Linked DNA regions of Mus musculus: regions 1 and 3 are each linked to region 2. Evidence: chromatin contacts called from public ChIA-PET data. All regions are on one chromosome and are shown on one strand. The core of a region is the stretch at or near the end of the contact, and the rest is flanking DNA. Distances in the headings are between cores, read along the strand shown.

Region 1 (4,599 bases), core at 1,896-4,395, 560 kb before region 2:
TGGGAAAGAAAGATATGGTAGCTGAGAGGCCTAGCGAAGACAGAACATCAGCTCTAGAAATCTAGGTAGCAGCTTGCGTGATTAGGTGAGTTCAAGACCAGGCTAGGCTACGGAATGAGAACTGTCTCCAGCAGGAGAATAAGTCAGGACACTCTCACACAGGATACTCTCTCTCACACAGGACACTCTCACAGGACTCTCTCACACAGAACACTCTCACACAGAACACTCTCACACAGGACACTCTCACAGGACACTCTCACACAGGACACTCACACAGGACACTCTCTCTCACACAGGACACTCTCACACAGGACACTCTCTTTCACACAGGACACTCACTCTCACACAGGACACTCTCTCTCACAGAGGACACTCACACAGGACACTCTCTCTCACACAGGACACTCTCTCTCACACAGGACAGTCTCACACAGGACACTCTCTCTCACACAGGACACTCTCACACAGGACATTCTCACACAGGACATTCTCACACAGGACACTCACACACAGGACACTCTCTCTCACACAGGACACTCTCTCACACAGGACACTCTCTCTCACACAGGACACTCTCTCTCACACAGGACACTCTCTCTCACACAGGACACTCTCTCTCACACAGGACACTCTCTCACACAGGACACTCTCTCTCACACAGGCTTCTCAGGAGGCTGAGGCAGAATTCCAGTAATTCTGAGCCCTGTCATAAGACTCCTGTCTCAAAGCAAAGCAAAAAGCCAGCTAAGACCTTATAGGCAAGACGAGGAACGCTGAATTGGAGGCCTACCTGGATCACACAGTAAGAGTCTGTCTCAAGCTGGGCAGTGGTGGCGCACGCCTTTAACCCCAGCACTTGGGAGGCAGAGGCAGGCGGATTTCTGAGTTTGAGGCCAGCCTGGTCTACAGAGTGAGTTCCAGGACAGCCAGAGCTATACAGAGAAACCCTGTCTCAAAAAAACAAAAACAAAAACCAAAAAACAAACAAACAAACAACAACAAAAGAGATCTACCTACCTGTCTCTTGAGGACTAAAGTTGGGGGCTATCTCACCTGGCCTTCACAAACAGCTTTTTAAATGTAGCACTTCCTGGAGTTTGATGTAAAGTTTCCTGGAAATGTCTCTGCTTTTACCCTCCTGCAGCTGGAACTGCTTTGGGACTTGGGGTTGTGAACATCCTCCACACTATGAATCCTTCCCTGGTGATCCTGTCTGGAGTCCTGGCCAGTCACTACATCCACATCGTGAAGGACGTCATCCGCCAGCAAGCCTTGTCCTCCGTGCAGGATGTGGACGTGGTGGTCTCAGACTTGGTGGACCCGGCCCTGCTTGGCGCAGCCAGCATGGTTCTGGACTACACAACGCGCAGGATCCACTAGGTCTCCCGGGAACGGACACGGACAGAGACTCGGGAGCTGCTTAGAGTGGAACCATGCTCTTCTAGATCAGTGTTTCTGCGAAGGCAAATTTGGGGGGAGGGCTGCTGAGACAGCTCAGTGGTTAAGAGCCTGCCCTGCTCCTGCCAGTCCCCAGCACCCATGTCAGGCAGCTCAGCTGCCTGGAAGCCAAGCTCCAGGGGACCCAATGCCTCTCTGCCGGGGGCAGCTGCACTCAGATGTACATACCCCTCTCCACACACATACAAATAAAGCTTATTTTTCAAAAGGCAAACTTGATATCTGGTCCCAGAAATACCAGAATCTCTCTATAAAAGGGATTATCAGAATGGCTCACAGGCTGTGGTTCAGCTAGTCCAACAGTGGCTGTCTTGCAAGGGACAGCCCAAGAGTCCTGTTCAGTGCCTAGGGCTGGATGTCTCAGCTGGTCTTCAGTACACGTCAGACTCGTGCAGCAGGCTTTAATAACCGTGAATGGAAAGCAAGGGCCACCAGGCAATAGCAATTGCTTCCTTCTTCCTTGTACTTTACAGAAGCTGTCACCGAAAGGTGTGGCCCCGATTAAAGGTGGATTTTCCCACCTCAAAAGATGTGGATCAAAAGTGGACCTTCCTACTTCAAAGGATTTAATTAAAAATCTCTCCCAGGTGTACCCAGCCTCTTAGGCTTTAGTTAATTCCAGATGTAATCAAGTTGACAACCAAGAATAGTATCACACCTTTCAAATCCACTTTCCCCATGAGCTTTCGCCAAGGCTGCTCTGATAGGGTCATCTCACTGCAAACCCTGCTGTGGGTTCCAGGGACACTTCCTGCACCAAAAGGAGCAATAGCACCTGACCCAGAAGACTTAGGACTCCTCATAGACCTCGGGATGCTAGCTAGCATCATGGGAAGGCTTAGTTTACTAGTCCTTCCTCAGACCACAGAGAGAGCCTGTCACACAACAGAAGACAAGCTCACCAGAAATGCCCACTCACTTTGATTTTTTTAGCAACATAATACATTTCACAACTTTTCAAGAAGGCATACTCCTGTTAAGTAGCCACCACCAGCCAAGGGATTGGACAGATGTGTCACCGCACCCCGGGACAGGACAGATGTGTCACCGCACCCCTGTGTCTGCTGAGAGATGCTTTACTTGAGGAGTTTGTGAGATACTTTAGACTGGGGTCCAAGTTATGACGGCCTTAGTGGCTGTCCTTATCTTCCCAGAGATTGCAGGCAGGCAGGCCGGCCTCAGAGCTTCTGGAAAGAAAGCCTTTCACTGCTCTCTGTGTCCCAGAATGTCAGCATACACATTTACGTGTACTTTGTGACACCTAAAGCCCAGAGCCATGGATCTGGATTTGGACTACATTATTGTCTTTTTGATGTGTTTGTTTTCGAGACAGAATCTCGCTTGTCTCTGTAATCTCGCTTGGTTCATCTTAAACTTACAGCAATCCTCCTGCCCCCGCTTCCAGAGTACTGGGATTATAAACAATCAATCACCACACCCAGCTTAACATCTGCTTTTTCTTGGATGACAAAATATAAAAGTCCTCAGTTCTGCCTACCGACTGTACCCTGGAGTAAGCACCCACACGTGCCAGTGTATCAGTTACCTTCTGCTGCTGTGATGGAAGTGACCAAGGCAACTTACAGAAGGGAGAGTTTCATTAGCTTACAGTTCTAGAGGATTCATAAAGGCAGGGAAGGCACAGGAACAGGAAGCCAGGGCAGGGAGCTTGAGAAACCACATCTTCAACGACAAGCCAACAGCAGCAGAAGTGAATGCAAATAGGGCAGGCCACGGACTCACCCAGACTGCACCAGCAAACAGCACCACTGAGGAGCACGTACCGACATACCTGAGCCTACAGAGACATTCCCATTCAAACTGCATCCACTCCTGACTCCCATAAACTCATGGACGTACCGCCATGCAAAGCAGTCAGTCAGTCCACCATTCAAGTCCCCGGAGCCTAACAGTCTCCATACTAAGCACTACGTTTCTTCTGAGACGTAAGGGGACCTCTCAACGACGACGTCCTGGTAAACCCACAATGGCAGAGTATACATTTTGCTTCCAAAGAGAGCAGTGGAAGCATGGGAATAGGGGCATGAAGAATGGGGCACGGAAGGAATTAGGGACACAGTGGGAAAGAGGCAGGGAGAACTCAGCAGGACAAACTCCAACCCTGCAGCTTCATACCTATCGGGGCCATGAGTGTCAAAGGGCTTAGAGGTTCAGCCCTCCAGCTTTGCTGTCTGTCGCCTACATACTTGCCGGTCTTGGGCTGGTTCTATGCAGCCCTTTAACCAGTGGTTCTCAGCCTCCCTAATGCTATAATCCTTTACTATAGTTCCACGTATTTATTAATACAACTCATGTTGTGGTGACCCACAACCAGAAAATTACTTTGCTGCTATTTTGCTAACTGTACTTCTACTGTAATGAATCATAATGTACATATGTGATATGCAGGATATGATATATGCCCATGAAAAGGATCTTCCGACCCCACAAAGGGGCAACGACCCACAGGATGAGAACTGCTGCCGTCAATCATCACCTGGGTCTGGTTATTATCCAGGCCTGGAGCAAAGGATGCCCACGAAGCGGTCATCACTCACCAGTGGGTCACCCTGTAATCACTGCAACCAAACAACTGCACTGTTACCACGCTGTGAGCCATGTATTTGAAAGGATAATACCAAACTGAAAACCAAATCCTGGTTTTAATCAACTCTGTGGAAAGTGTAATATATTCTGACAAAATATATATGGTGAAACTGTCTCAATTTGAATAAATATTTTTATTGCAATTCTGAACCAATTTTAAAAGAAAAGATACACTTCCTTGTCCAAGTCTTACAGTGTGCTTACCATCACCTCTGCCAAAATCATAAAATCATTTCTTTTCCCAAAAGAGCTCTGTATTTGTGGCCCTGCTTTATCATTATCTAATTTATGTTATCAAGTGCCACTGCTTTCTGAACCAAGGGAAAAGGAGCTATTATAAAGGACCATTATTAAACTAGTATTTTTGTTTTGTTTTTTTGAGACAGGGTTTCTCTGTATAGCCCTGGCTGTCCTGGAACTCACTCTGTAAACCAGGCTGGCCTCGAACTTGAAAGTCCACCTGCCTCTGCCTCCCAAGTGCTAGGATTACAGGCGTGTGCCTCCACTGCCAGGCTAGCATTTAGTATTTGA
Region 2 (4,898 bases), core at 1,456-3,955:
TGTGTGTGTGTGTGTGTGTGTGTGTGTGTGTGTACGTGCTTATGAGGAAGGGTAAGATGTCACGTGTGTGTGCATACATGTGAAACCTGGAGGCTAACCCTGGACATTCCTTGTCAGGCACTGTCTACCTTCTTGGATTTTAAATGTTTAAAAATCACGTTATTAGTAGTAATGGTGTTTGTGGGGAAGGTGATGGGGAGGGGGCAGGAGTTGGCTCTTTCCTTTTACTGTATGGGTATTAAGCTCAGGTTTTCAGAAGGGTCTGCAAATGCCTTTACCCTCCCCCAAGCCTCCAGCCACTTAGTCAGCTTCTTTTTGTTTTTGTTTTTGTTTTAAAGGCAGGGTCCCTTACTGGGTCCTACCACTACTGGAGTAGTCTAGGCTGGCAGGCCACAGAGCTCCAGAGATCCACCGGTCCCCGAGTCCTCCATTCTGGGGTACAAATACCTGCCATTGTATCCTGCTCTTTATGTGGGTGCTGGGATCCCACTCAGAGCACTTTACCCACAGGGCTATCTTCTCAGTCCTTTAAAAAGTCTTCTTATTTTTATTAATATTCATGTGTATGGTGTGCTTTTTGCATGTCTGTCTGTACACCACTTTTGTTCCTGGAATCCAGGGAGGTCAGAAGAGGATGTTGGGTCCCAAGAGACTAGAGTTACAGATGGTTGTGAACCACCATGTGGATGCTAGGAATTAACCCAGTGCTCTTAACTGCTGAGCCATCTTTACAGGCCCCTAAAGTTATTAAACAATTTAACCTTTATTTTTATGTTTATGGGTGTCCTGCCTGCATGTATGCATGTGCAGTCCCATAAAGGCCAGAAGAGGGAGTTGCTTCTCCTGGAACAGGAGTTATAGTTGGTTGTGAGCCACTCTGTGGGTGCTGGGATCCAAGCAGAGTCTTCTGCAAGAGCGAGTGCTCTTAATACTGAGCCAACTCTCCAGACCCTTGCTCTTTAACAAGAAAAAAAAAAAAAAAAAAAAAAAAAAGAAAAATAAGAAAGCTCCTTTTGAGCAGGGCGTGGTGGCACACGCCTTTAATCCCAGCACTCGGGAGGTAGAAGCAGACAGATTTCTGAGTTCGAGGCCAGCCTGGTCTACAGAGTTCCAGGACAGCCAGGGCTACACAGAGAAACCCTGTCTCGAGAAAAAAAAAAAGAAGAAGAAGAAGAAGAAGAAGAAGAAGAAGAAAGAAAAAGAAATCTCGTTTTGTGGTTTAAGTTAATTACCATATGTAAATCACTAAGACAGAGTGTTCAATAACGCTAGGGATTATTAAAATGAGGAAAACATGGAGTCCTGTGGAGGAATTCAGAGATAAAAATGACTCAACAGGTACCGAGTAGAAAACAGTCCAGCAGGGGGCACCACAAGGCAAAGGAGAGGAGGCTTCTATAGAGTTGCTGCCCCCCTACCCCCCACCCCCGCGATAAAGGCGATAGAAAGGAAAGGAGCAAGATGAGTCCGGTGGCCTGACAGAAGCCAGTCGTGCCAAGGAGCTTGGATTTCCTGCTTCTGGCGAGGTGGAAAAGAGTGAAAAACGGAGTGAAGCAAGGAATAAGCTCCAGTGGTCGCCGTGTGGGCTGGAGGCCTGTAGGATGGAGCTCGGAAGGGCCCTTACAAAGATGTCAGAAACATCGAACAATGTCTCAGTAGGCATGGGGACAAGGTGATGGATTAGAAATATTTCGGTTTTAAAACAAAGTGGCATCCACTATACACCCATCTTTGTGGTCCCATCACAGAATATAGCCCAGTTCTATACTGTTCAAGCTTTCGCCAACTCTCCCGGTGGCAACACACTGCTCTGTTTAACCAATCCTTGCACCAATCCTCCAACTTTTCTGTAGCCCATCTGTGATCCACCCCACTCTGGAAAAAAGTCCAACTCCTTCTTAGCTCCAGCATCCCATAGCAGAACGGAGGGGGGAGGGGGGAAGAAATCGCCTTCAGCCTGAGCTCCAGCGCCACCAACCTTTTTGGTGTTTGAAGGACATAAGAAAGAGAAAGCAAGCCGGGCATGGTGGCGCACGCCTTTAATCCCAGCAATCCCAGCACTCGGAAGGCAGAGGCAGGTGGATTTCTGAGTTCTAGGCCTGCCTGGTCTACAAAGTGAGTTCCAGGACAGCCAGGGCTATACAGAGAAACCATGTCTCAAAAAAACAAAAACAAACAGAAAAAGAAAGAGGAAGCAGAGGTTTTCATTTCTACACTTTTCTCCTTTCCATTTGCAAAGTCCCAAAGACATCCAGAGAGTAGGGAACCTTCCGTGAGAAGGATGGTACTGGGGTGCTTCTGGTCTCTGTACCGTTGAGGATGCCAACTTGGATCTCTCTAAGGGACACCTAGGTCGCAATCAAGGTCAGGCAATTGTGTGGGAGGGAGGAAGGATGGTTTGGGGGCAGACACCGGAAGGAGGGAACCACAGCATCGGGATGTGGGCTTTTGAGTGGGGCTGTGCTTCTGAAACTGGTTCAGAGTCCGCACCCGAAGGACGTGAGAGAGTTTAGGCTTCGAAGAGGAGCTGATCGGAATAGCACACTGGCACTAGCAGGAACCAGGGCTGAATGCTCTAAGGCTCAGGAAGCTGATTTAGAACCCCAGACTGGTCTCAGCACGAACTCAAAGCCTTCAGAACTAAGTAAGCTCCAGTGCCCCCTCCAGACGTAAAGAGGCAGCGCCATCACCTCTGCGCAGGCGTGATGAGGCCTGGCCCATAGCATCCTGGGAATTGTAGTCCCCTGGTTTGGCGTTGCCCATGACTCCAGCCCAGGGCCTTATTGGAGTTGGGCAAACATCGCTTATAACTGAGTTCCTGTTTGTTTGTTTGGTTGGTTGGTTGGTTGGTTGGTTGTTGTTGTTTTATGTGTAGCCCCAATGGCGTGTGTTCTGAATTTTATTTTTCTTTCAATCTCTGAAGCCTGTGTTCTATGTGTTCTCTTTATCCCTCCCTATCCTCTCAGTGCTAACCAAACCCAGGGACCTCATTCATGCTAAGCAATTGATCAGTGATATACCACTGAACCACGCTCATTGCCTGCCTCTCTCTCTCTCTCTCTCTCTCTCTCCTCTCTCTCTCTCTCCTCTCTCTCCTTCTCCCTCCTTCTCCCTCCTTCTCCCTCCTTCTCCCTCCCTCTCCCTCTCTCTCTCTCTCTCTCTCTTTCTTTCTTTCTTTCTTTCTTTCTTTCTTTCTTTCTTTCTTTCTTTCTTTCTCTTTCCTTCCTTCCTTTCTCTCTTCCTTCCTCCCTTTCCTTTCTTTCTCTCTTTCCTCCCTTCATTCCTTCCTTTTTCCTTCTTCTTCTTCCTTTCTTTCTTTCTTTTCTTCCTTTTTTATTTTGTTATTGTTTTTCAACACAATGTTTCTCTGCATAGTTCTGGCTGTTCTGGAACTTGCTTTGTAGACCAGTCAGGCCTTAAACTAAAAGATCCATAGCCGGGCGTGGTGGCGCACGCCTTTAATCCCAGCTCTTGGGAGGCAGAGGCAGGCGGATTTCTGAGTTCGAGGCCAGCCTGGTCTACAAAGTGAGTTCCAGGACAGCCAGAGCTACACAGAGAAACCCTGTCTCGAAAAACCAAAAACGAAAAAAAAAAAAACGAAAAAAAAAAAGAAAAACTAAAAGATCCGCCTGCTTCTTTCTCTCAAGTGCTGGGATTAAAGGCGTGTGCCACTATGTGTGGCTTTTTCCCTCTTTTTTTATTTGTCTTCTCTCATCTCTATCATTAAGGCTTACGCTCTGGCACAAATTCTAAGCACTTAACAAGCAAACTAAGACAACTCCCTTTCTAGTTCCTAAACCAAAGAACATAACCACACCTCTCCGGTTAGTCACCTCACCTGACCCAGTACAAGCCGACAGTTCCAAGTTCCTTTCTTTGTGGATTCTTTGGCATGTGTGGCACACACACACACACACACACACACACACACACACACACACACACACGGTGTATCATGTCAGCCAGGGGGCAGATGTTTCTGGGAAGTCACCAGAGCCTTCTTCATCCCTAGCTTTCCCTCTCGCTGAGACCTCATCTCTGATGATAGGTATGTAAACTTTGGAGCAGAGGAGAAGGGTTTCGGACCAAAGATGAACAGGAAGTTCTGAACTTCCTTATACTTAGAGGTGGTGAGGAGCTGTAGGCCATAGCAGGAGCTGCCTGTACTAGGCCTCGCCAGCGTTAACCTGGCCTTTTCAGTCCATCAGATGGGTTTGAAGTCCAGGAAGGTTTTGCCTACCAGTAGGGGGCAAAGCTGGGTGGCCTTGTGCTGCCAGGTCTTGAAGACATAGTCACTTAAAGCCTTGGCTCTAACTAATACATGGAAATAAACTTTAAAAAGCAACTTAGGCTGGGCAGTGGTGGCGCACACCTTTAATCCCAGCACTTGGGAGGCAGAGGCAGGCGGATTTCTGAGTTCGAGGCCAGCCTGGTCTACAGAGTGAGTTCCAGGACAGCCAGGGCTATACAGAGAAACCCTGTCTCGAAAAACAAAAAACAAAAAAACAAAAAAAAACAAAACAAAACAAAAAAAAGATAATGAAAGATGTAAGATACTGAAGGAGACACCAGATAAAATCACTTTGAATCACTTTGTTCCATTCTGCTCTAGCTTTCCCTTCTGGCAGTTTTTTTTATTTTTTTTTTTGGTTTGTTTTGCTTTTTCCTTCTGAGTCCCTTTCCTCTTGGGAGTCTCACGAAGGTCAGGCCAGCCTTAAACTCGGGTTCTTCTTGCCTCTGCCTCCTAAATTTCTAGGATTACAGGCCTAACAGTAGGCCTAACATGCTGGGTCACTCTCTCCTGCAGACACCAGGAAGGAGAGACTCATTGACAAACATCTTTATCACAAGGGGATAAAACACCCCCTAAGTAATAGCAAAGCTTACAGGGCAGCTCA
Region 3 (4,537 bases), core at 75-2,574, 680 kb before region 2:
AGGTAGAGTACTAATTAGAAGAAGGAACAGCTCATTTGGAGAGAGGTTTTTGTGACATTCCTTGCTGAATGAAGATCAAGAATGGCAAATATACGTCTTATCTCTTTTGGGTTGGTTTTATTGTTTTGAGAAAGGACTTACTATGTGAGGCTGGCCTAGAGTTCTTAGCAGTCCTCTGCTTAGGAGGGCTCTGGTCAGAGGCACAAGCCACTTGCACGGCTGTGCTGTGCTGGGAATCAAATCTACCTTTTATTTTCTTATTAATTCAGTTATGTTCCAGTATTTCCTGCTTTATAGTGCGTGAATATCATACTGTTGGTTGCTTGCATCCATTCTGTCCTCCCCTTTTCACGCTTATTTAATAGGGTGGCACACATTTAAACCATGACATGTGGAGGTCATAAGACAAACTTTGGGGAGTAAATTCTCTTTCTCTACCCACTATGTGGGTTTCAGGAATCTAATCCAGGCCATCAGAGTTGGTGGCAAGCCCTTTTACCTACTGAGCCATCTTGTTGACCGTCGCTTTTTAATTAAAATAAGGTCTTTGGGATTTTTATTTTTTAATCCTTATAGCTTAGTTCCTTAACATGTATATATCTCTTAGCTTTTAGAAAACAGTAAATATTCTTCACTGTTCTTCACATACTCATAAGTGTAAAGAGTGCACATTATGTTTGCAATACAGAGATAAACTATAGTTTATATCCAAAATATACTGTGTAGTAAACTAACAAATATTCCTCTTTATTAACCTCTGAGGGGTGGTAGTAGGTCTTTGGCAGTATTTTTGTTCTTACCATGTTTATGAGGTTTATGCCACATTGACAACAAAGTTACAGATGGGTCAGAGATGATCAAAGCATGGCAGTACTACAGCATTCACTTTATGATGTCCTTAAATTCCTCTCTAGCATCTCTTTTACTATCTGCCATTCTGAGAGCTGTGTTTTCTTTTTTTTTTTTTAAGATTTATTTATTATTATATGTAAGTACACCGTAGCTGTCTTCAGACACACCAGAAGAGGGAGTCAGATCTTGTTATGGATGGTTGTGAGCCACCACGTGGTTGCTGAGATTTGAACTCTGGACCTTCGGAAGAGCAGTCGGGTGCTCTTACCCACTGAGCCATCTCACCAGCCCCGAGCTGTGTTTTCTTACTCTCCTGCTCCCGTCCGGCTCTCAGAGCAGAGCACTCCGTGTCAGTGTCATCAGAAACTTACTTAACAGCGATTGATTTGGTTCTTTTTCTTTCCTTTCCACCTTCCCCTCCTTTTTTTGCTAGCATATGCCTGTTAGAAGGTAGGAAACCACGCCCTTTTTTTGTTTAGTGCCTGTTACCAAGGAGACCCTTAGATCTAAGACTGAGGGAAAAAACTGTAAAAGCACACGGTGTTAAGCACGTTTTATTTTATCTTATTTTTTTTGTATGTGTGAGCATAAACAAGTCTTTAAACTTGGAGTCCCCAAGGAAAATTTCACTGTCACAACATAGTGAAGAGTGTTGTTCATGGTTTTAAATTGCTACAGACTTACACAAATGTAAGGAGATTTAAACTACAGTCCAGATTTTTACGTTACAGTTGTTTACTTTCAGACTTAGGAGTTTGTCTTCATTTCCTTAGCAGAGCCTTTAGTTTTGTGTTGTTTCCTTTATTTGGCCTTTTGTTACTGTTTGAGGATTTTCATTTGCTTTTCTTTTTTTTTTTTTTTTTTTTAAATCTTGAGACAAGATCATGATTTCTAGCCCAGGTTAGCTTAGAACTTGGGATGTTCTTGCCTCAGCCTCCCTAGTACTGAATAGATGTAGCTAAAGTTTATTGGATAGACTGGACAGGCCATCCTCAGTTAAACGTAACATTTGTACATGAAGTACACACAGTCTTTCAGCTGATAGTATAGAACTTTTACCATAAGTATTGTCAAGTCTTTTTTCACCAAGGTCACTAAAAGTACATTGAGAAAAAAATACAGTGTAGGTAAACATTCATCACTCCACTTAAGTGTTTTACCTCAGGTCTTAGCCTGAAGTCTGGTCTTTAGAGGTTACTATTCCTAGGTATTTGGGGAACAGGGACTTGAGCTCCCCAAGCTGTGATATTTTTTATCTCAAACCTTTTTGTATGAGAAGCTCCATTGCTAGAGACCGTTCGTGCAGCCTGTATTTTGTGTTTAAAGTTCCTCTTGCCCTGCCCCGTCTGCTGACAGAACTATCACACTCGAAACCTCAGCTCTCCTTCATAGGCTTGTTCTCCATGTCAGTATGGCCAGCATGAACTATCCTTTTCTTCTCCCTCTTTTTCCCAGATATCTCCCGGGGCCAATTCAGCACCTCTACCTGGCCATCCTAACAAGGTGATTTGTGAAAGGGTGAGACTTCAGAGCCTGTTCCCTCTTCTCCCAAGTGATCAGAACACTACCATTCAAGAGGATGCTCACTTCAAAGCTTTCTTCCAGGTTCTTATATGTTTACCCTTTCCCTACACAGGGCTGAAAGTCACAGATACATTCTAGCTTGTTTCTAGGAAGGCTTAAACAAGCTTGTGAGTATCCTCTTACTTTCTGTTGTATGTGGAAATTAGTACTCTTCTCAGAGACTTCTTGAAGGTAACTCTGAGCTTTTCTGAAGAATCTTCTCTTGAGCTACTGTTCATTATTTTGCCACTTAATACTCTGTTTTTTAAAAAAAAAAATCTTTTATGTCTTAATCATTTGTTCTAACCATTCAGTTTCTGTAGGAAGATAAAAGTAAAATATGTAGGGTGTAGGAAAGGATAAATGAAAGCGTCTGTTTTAAGCCATCACTGCTTGCGTAGTGCCCAGAACATATGGTGTTTCCTTTCTGTACCTCCTAGCACCTATACATAAAAACTTGATTTAAAGAAATTATATATAAGATGAAAATGAGTACTGATACACTAAAACCATCTTTGGGTTATTAAAAGATTGCTCAGATTTGCTCATACAAATCGCTGGCTGTTGAACTTTGACTATTTAAAGAGAAATGCTTAAGGTTGGCATGTGCTGTGCATACCTGCAGGTGATCCAGGACTCTTTAGTCTGGTATTCCTTTTAGAATTTGCGCTGGATTCTCTGTTATGTGTGTATTGTGTTACTGTTTTTAAATCTCAGAGTAAGCTAGGCATCTTGTTTTAAGTAAGGAAATAGGCTTTAAAAAGTTCAAAGTACACACATCCATCCAATTATTTGTAGAGCAAGGGCCTCATCTGATTTTAGCTGTGTTGTGTTTACTATATCACACTACCTTTAGATATTCATATTTCTGTAAATATATTTGTAAGTATTTAGCACAACATAACTTTTAGGAGGCATAGTTGTTTGTAAATTGTGTGGCACATTGACTACTGGATTGTTGTTTGTTTGTTTGTTTTTTGTTTTTTTGTTTTTTGTTTTTTTTTTTCCTGAGACAGGGTTTCTCTGTGTAGCCCTGGCTGTCCTGGAACTCACTCTGTAGACCAGGCTGGCCACAAACTCAGAAATCCACCTGCCTCTGCCTCCCGAATGCTGGGATAAAAGGCTTGCGCCACCACTGTCCAGCTGACTACTGGTTTTGATTACAGCATTGAGTGCACATAGAAGCTCAATATAGTTAGGTGACTGATGCTTAAGAAATTTAAAGCCAGGGTTAGCAAGTGCCTCTAATTCCAGCACTCCTGCGCCTGAAGGAGGCAGATCTCTGCAAGTTCAAGATCAACCTGTTCTACATATTGTTCTGGAACTGCCAAGGCTGTGTGTGTGTGTGTGTGTGTGTGTGTGTGTGTGTATGTGTATATGTGTATATATATATATATGTATATATATATATACACGTATGTATGTATGTATGTATGTATGTATGTATATAGCTTTATCCCAAAAACAAAACAAAACAAAACAAAGAAACAAAACTGGAAGGAAAGAAAGGAAGGACAAGAAAGAAACTTTAAGGCTGGATATGATGTCATGCACCTTTAACCCCAGTTTGGGAGGCAGAGACAGGCAGATCTATTGAGTTTAAGGCCAGCCTGGTCTACATAGTGAGTTTCAGGCCAGCCAGAGCTATCCTGTATCTAAAAAATAAATAAAATAATTTTTTAAATTGCTAAACAATACATTTAACGACAGACACTAATAAATACTTCTCATTTTCCGTGTTCTCCATATTCTTTTGAAGGTTTCAGGAATGAATATTAACTTTTAACTTAGTAATTACAAGTGCAATAGATTGAAACCCTTGTTTTAAAAATAAAGTTAAAAGTTAGATCTAACTGTACTTGGCGTTTTCCTATTTTGCTTTTTTTTTTTCCAAAGCTGTTGGCAGTTGAATTGAGATTTTTGCCCATGTTAGTCATGTGCTACACCCTCTAACTAGTCATGTTATACCCTCTAACTAGTCATATCGTATACTCTAATCCCTGGGGTTTATTGAAAAGTAAGAAGTATTTTAATTTTGTTTATAGTGTTAGTCTTACTCTACTTTAGAACAAGGCGTTCTACTGTATTCTTTAGGGGAGAACCAGAGAGTTTTCTCTACTCA

The links. ChIA-PET counts read pairs in DNA pulled down with a chosen protein or histone mark.
Region 1: a contact with region 2 is called in an RNA polymerase II ChIA-PET map of memory CD8 T cells, with 7 read pairs. The contact joins two enhancer-like sites.
Region 3: an RNA polymerase II ChIA-PET map of memory CD8 T cells shows a contact between it and region 2, with 6 read pairs. The contact joins two enhancer-like sites. A contact is called at or near these places in 1 of 484 Hi-C or Micro-C datasets (CD4 T cells) and 2 of 115 datasets of contacts at active chromatin or transcription factors (double positive thymocytes and memory CD8 T cells).

The regions. Positions count from the first base shown.
Region 1 is chr4:44,033,902-44,038,500 of GRCm38.p6, reverse strand. It overlaps Gne (glucosamine (UDP-N-acetyl)-2-epimerase/N-acetylmannosamine kinase), which reads left to right. Exons shown (of 12, transcript NM_001190414.2): 12 at 1,148-4,426. The coding sequence ends at 1,383. Among named protein-coding and RNA genes, the nearest start is that of Clta, 32 kb to the right of the region's middle. Within about 2 kb of position 3,145, at least 19 of the 459 cell types and tissues checked have an H3K27ac peak or open chromatin away from gene starts, as enhancers often do. A contact at or near this core is called in memory CD8 T cells, where this site is marked.
Region 2 is chr4:43,476,143-43,481,040 of GRCm38.p6, reverse strand. No RefSeq gene overlaps it. Among named protein-coding and RNA genes, the nearest start is that of Sit1, 5.1 kb to the left of the region's middle. Within about 2 kb of position 2,705, at least 219 of the 459 cell types and tissues checked have an H3K27ac peak or open chromatin away from gene starts, as enhancers often do. A contact at or near this core is called in memory CD8 T cells, where this site is marked.
Region 3 is chr4:44,156,823-44,161,359 of GRCm38.p6, reverse strand. The region is part of intron 2 of Rnf38 (ring finger protein 38); the gene reads left to right. Among named protein-coding and RNA genes, the nearest start is that of Mir5106, 62 kb to the left of the region's middle. Within about 2 kb of position 1,324, at least 26 of the 459 cell types and tissues checked have an H3K27ac peak or open chromatin away from gene starts, as enhancers often do. A contact at or near this core is called in memory CD8 T cells, where this site is marked.